Regions from separate parts of the Macaca mulatta genome. Here region 1 is linked to region 2. A link is a contact called in public Hi-C data. All regions are on one chromosome and are shown on one strand. The core of a region is the stretch at or near the end of the contact, and the rest is flanking DNA. Distances in the headings are between cores, read along the strand shown.

Region 1 (2,722 bases), core at 98-2,597, 230 kb after region 2:
ATTCAGTGCTTCAAAATAAGTACTCATCTTATTTAATTATCATGACTTCACCAGACAGTCACACTGCCCACAATGATGTTTACAAAAGCACTTGTCACTCCCTTTGGATGTAGCAATGCAGAAAAAAAGAGTCTGTTTCCATACTCTTCGTGTGTTTATACTCTGTAACAAGTGGCAGAGTTCAAGCGTCACTTGAGATGAAACAGCAAAGCACTTTAAGTTTATGTCCCACCATCTTTCATCCTAAGCGAATCCCGAATTCGCTTGGTTTCATTTCAGCAGTAATTCCCACTCAGTATCTGAGACAGGCTTCCAATTCAGCCCCTGCGGGAAAAGAGACTGCAGGATTCTAGTAAAGAGACTATAGGATTCTATTTCGGCCACTGCGAGGTAACAGGCTCCAATATTAAGCAACTCCAGTATCGGTTATTGCAACACCAGAGCAGATCGGAAATAAATGTGCCCCCAAACGCACGCCAGCAGCCAGGAATTAGCAACAGCTAACACGAGATGCTGCAGCAGGGATATCATTTACTTAGCACTTGTTCAGTTATGCCTAACCTCAAAACAACCGTATGGTGTATGTATTATTATTTCCATTTAACACAACAGGATATTTTGGTCCAACGCCCCAGGACTGGTCAGCTTCGGCGTTGGGATTCGAAAACACGTTCGTAACCTAATAACCCTGGGTCCACGCCTCTGAAATACACTTCTGCGCAAAAAGGCACCTGAGGGTCGGGAAGTTCCGGAGATGTCCGCATATACACGCGACGCCGTCTCTCCACAGAGACGCCCATCAGGAACGGGACCCAAAGCGCCAGTGGCCCGGGACGCCCGGCAGTGTCTCTGCCGCCCGGGGGCCGGGGGGCGCCACTCACCTTGGAGAGCCCCGGGCGGGCCGCAACCAAGCCAGGCGCCCCCACCGGCCGGCAGGCGGTTATCCTCCAAGCTGCCAGGAAGCGCGGTGCGACCACAAGAGTCGCCAGCACCGCAGGTAGCAGCAAGCTAGAGCGCACCGCCAGCCCGCCCGGGGGCACCGCAGCCGGCGCCGCGACCCAGCCGCCCCTCAGCCGCGCCGCATCCGGGTCCCGCGCCGCCGCACTCACCTGCCTGGCGCTCCGCCGCCGCCGCCGCCTGCTACTATTCCAAGTGCGCGGTCAGCAGCCCAGGCCGCCGCAACCGCTCCGCTCCGGCGCCCCCATCCCTGCCTCTCTCGATCCACCTCCCGCCTGCCCCGCGCACCACTACACTCGCCCGCCTCCCACTGCCATGGCCCGCTCCGCCGCAGCAGCCGCACAGGCCGACGGAGCACGCGCGCGCCGCCGCCGTACCCGCGCCCGTGTGCGCGCGCGCGAGCCTCTCAGGCCGTCATCCCAGCAGCCCCCGCCCCGCCCTGCACCGCCCTCGGGCCAATCCCGGGCCCCGCGGTGGCGGCGGCGGCAGCTGGGCTGGCAGGGCGTGGGGAGAGGCCTCACTGCCTATCCCTCTCCCGCTGCCAGCCGGGCTGCGACGCTGCTGCACGGCCCTTCCTAACTCTCTGCGTCTCCCAGAGGACTGCGGAATAGGGAATCCCCGACAAGCCGCCTTCAGGAGAGACCCATCGCCCGCTGCGCCTTCCATAACCTCCTCCCGAGAGACTCCTCTGTTCCTAGGTTCCTTGCTAGCCTTTTCTTCCCAGTCCTTCTCCCTGTTCTGCGACATGGACTGACTCCTGAATTCTTGGACGCAGCACTTATTTTTTTCCCGCTACCCGTCGTGGTCTTTTACTCCCTTTGTGGGGATAGGGCGCTAGCTCGGCTGCCTCACAGCTGACCCTTCAGTCCCTATACTGTGAATGGTTGTTTCAAGGGAAAAGTCCAGCGTTTCAAGCCCAAGATTCTTGTTCTTTGTTCAATTTTGCAATAACAGCACCTAACATTTGTCTGCAGAGCCTTAAACTTTACCCCTTTTTGCCTACCTTGTCTCCTGTTACCTATGACCTCAACCACGAAATATCGCAGTCCTCTTTCTGGTGGGACACTTAAATTTTACTTACCGAGAACCAACATTTTAACCCACTCCAACGCTACTATATTCTAACGTAATGCTCCTATGTTACCCTGGACAAATAGTTGAGTAGTCAGGGATAAAATCTAGAAGTACAATATAATAAAAAGCAAACGTGACAAATCAATTAAGTGACAAACCAATAGTTTATTTGAGAAATGATCCTAGTTTTTTTTTTATTTTGGTTTGTTTTATTTATTTATTATTTATTTATTTTGAATTAGAGTTTTGCTGCTGTTGCCCAGGCTGGAGTGCAATGGCACGATCTTGGCTCACCGCAACTTCCGCCTCTCTGGTTCAAGCGATTCTCCTGCCTCAACCTTCCTGAGTAGCTGGGATTACAGGCATGCGCCACCACGCCCGGCTAATTTTGTATTTTTAGTAGAGACGGGTTTTCTCCACGTTGGTCAGGGTGGTCTCGAACTCCCGACCTCAGGTGATCCGCCCGCCTCGGCCTCCCAAAGTGCTGGGATTACAGACACGAGCCACCGCGCCCGGCCAATGATCCTGGTTTTAATTGACTTTCCATTTAAAGCAAGAACATTCAAAAATAAATTCCAGAAGAGGCTGGGAGTGGTGGCTCACACCTGTAATACCAACACTTTAGGAGGCCCAAGTGGACAGATCACTTGAGCCCAGGAGTTCAAACCCAGCCTGGGCAATATAGCGAGAC
Region 2 (2,700 bases), core at 188-2,687:
TTTTGAGATGAAGTATCACTCTGTGGCTCAGGCTGCAGTACAGTGAGGTGATCTCAGCTCACTGCAACCTCTGCCTCCTGAGGTCAAGTCATTCTCCTGCCTCAGCCTCCTGTGTAGCTGGGATTACAGAAGCATGCCACCACGCCCGGCTAATTTTTGTATTTTTAGTAGAGATAGGGTTTCACTACATTGGCCAGGCTGCTCTCAAACTCCTGACCTCAGGCAATCCGCACACCCTGGCCTCCCAGAGTGCTGGGATTACAGGTGTGAGCCCCCGTGCCCAGCTGTTTTTTTTGTTTGTTTGTTTTGTTTTTTTGGTTTTTTTTTTTTTTTTGAGACAGTCTTGCTCTTCACCCAGGCTGTAGTGCAGTGGCGCAATCTCAGCTCACTGCAATCTCCACCTCCCAGGTTGAAGCAATTCTCCTGCCTCAGTCTCCCAAGTAGCTGGGACTACAGGCATGCACCACCACACCCCACTAAGTTTTGTATTTTTAGTAGAGATGGGGTTTTGCCATGCCTGCCTCAGCCTCCCAAAGTGCCAAAGTGCTGGGATTACAGGTGTGAGCCACTGAGCCCGGCTGGTTTGTGTGTGTGTGTGTGTGTTTTTTTTTTTTTTTTTAAATGAAACAGGGTCTCGCTCTGTTGCCCAGGCTGGAGTGTAATGGTGCAATCACAGCTCACTACAGCCTCTACCTCCCTTTGGGGCCCAAGCACTTCTCCCACCTCAGCATCCCAAGTAGCTGGGATTACAGGCCTGAGCTGCTAATTATTTTCTTTCTTTTTTTCTCATTCTCTCGCTCTCTTTTTCTTTTTCTTTCTTTTTTTTTTTTTTTTTTTTTTTTGCCATGTTGCCCGGGCTGGTCTTGAACTCCTGGACTCAAGCGATCCGCCACTCTGCCTCCCAAAATGCCATGATTACAGGTATGAGCCACCACACCCAGCAATGCTGCAAAGTCTCATAGGCCAGGATAGTATAACCTAAGAAATGATATATGAAGAACACTCACAACAGGGAAGAGGTGAGGAGTGTTCAGGCAGAGGGAAGAGCATTTGCAGATGCCCTAGGTGAGAAGAAACCTGCATCCTTTAAGGACCTAAATGAAGCCAAGCAGACAGGGGCTAGATCACACATGGGGGCTTCATGCCCACCTTAAGTAGTTTGGGTCTTTAAAAAAGGAATGAGACTCCATAAAGAGGTTTTAAGGAGCGAATGCCATAGCTGCCATGACCAGGTTTCCCTTCCCCATAGCTGCAGAGCAGGCACAGGGCTGGTTTAGCCCACCAGGTTGTGCCCAGCGCGGGGCCAGCGGCCGGCTCCTACCCACACTTGCGGGCGGGAAGACTGGACGCACTGCGGGACCTGGTGATGTCCTGGGTTGGGGCTGAGGAAGGCCTGTGTGCGGAGGGTGCGGCCTTCGGCTAAGGCAGAGGACCGGGGTTGGGTCCGTGGCGGCGGGAGGGGTGGCCTCCTGCACTGGGCGCCCCAGGGGACCTGAGGCGCGACAAACAGTCGGCGCGTTGGTACTCGCGCCCGCAGAGCTTTCAACCTCCGCGCCGGCTGCGCCTGTTTCTCTGCGAGGGAAGCAAGGCCACGCGGCCTACGTAGCCGAGTCGGAACCAACCGGTTGTTTGGTGAAACCTACCCCAGAGCCTCCCACGGCCCACAGCGCGCAGGTGAGGTAGCAGCCCGGGTGGGGTCGGGGTCGCGCCTGCGCCCGCCTGGACGCCTCGGGCCCGTCAGCTCCGCACCCTGGAAGCCCCTGCGCACAGCCCCCGGCATCCCCACGCCCTCGGCCCTGCTGCGCAGGCGGCGGCCATCTCTGGGCGGCGGCGGCGGCGGGAGGTGTCTGCGCGGTCGGTGAGACCCAGGCGGGTGAGGCGTTGGGTGAGTTCCGGACGCTTCCAGCCGGCCCGCCGGTGATCCCAGGCCTTGGGGCGGGACCCGGCTCCCGCTCACCGCGGGTAAAGGTAGAGGTGCGGCGGGGCGCGGGGCCAGACCGGGGCGGTGCGGGGGCGTCCCTGCCTGGCCGTCCCTGCCTGGCCAGGCCCTGCCCCGCGACCTGCCGCACCCGCCTCCGGCCTGTTCGCGAACTCTAAATATAATATTTGTCACTGTCGAAAAAAAGAACAGAAAGCAACAAGGAAGCAAGCAAAGCAGCCGTGCCCGTGTTCCCCAGAGACAAGCTGGGTTAACATGAAGATGTATTTTCTTCCAGACGGTTTTTCCTTGTAATATGAGCGGGGCTTATTTTTGCAGAACCTGCATCATAAAGTGCTGAAACACGCTCGCTCGCTCTCGCTCGCTCCCTCTCCTTTGAGACAGGATCTCGCCCTGTCGCCCAGGCTGGAATGATGCAGTGGCGCGATCTCGGCTCACTGCTGCAGCCTCAACCTTCGGCCTCATTGTCTTAATAATACATCACATGCATTTACCCGTATCTTTAAATGTTTTTCTGCGTCCTTTTTATTGGCCACACTAGACTGTACATTCCTGTGTGCCAGGTTGACTGCCTCATCTATCCCTGACTCCTGGCATGGCTTTGACTGGAATGTGATTTACTAAAGGTAGTTTCTCCCTGATTGTGAGCACCCAAGTGGTTTCCAGTTTTTAGTTATTGCAAAAAGTAATTAACTGAGCACCGTTGCATCTGGGATTTTGAGCATGATCATTTGTGTAGAATGAATCCCACAAGATTCGTT

The links. A called contact is a pair of places that touch in the nucleus more often than the background predicts.
Region 1: a contact with region 2 is called in a Hi-C map of fetal cortical plate, with 2.9 times the contacts expected there. The contact joins the promoter of PIK3CB here to the promoter of FAIM in region 2. A contact is called at or near these places in 2 of 14 Hi-C or Micro-C datasets (fetal cortex germinal zone and fetal cortical plate).

Annotation. Positions count from the first base shown.
Region 1 is chr2:41,844,858-41,847,579 of T2T-MMU8v2.0, forward strand. PIK3CB (phosphatidylinositol-4,5-bisphosphate 3-kinase catalytic subunit beta) reads right to left here and starts at 1,348. Exons shown (of 23, transcript XM_077991523.1): 1 at 1,110-1,348.
Region 2 is chr2:41,611,787-41,614,486 of T2T-MMU8v2.0, forward strand. FAIM (Fas apoptotic inhibitory molecule) reads left to right here and starts at 1,438. Exons shown (of 6, transcript NM_001266110.1): 1 at 1,438-1,674.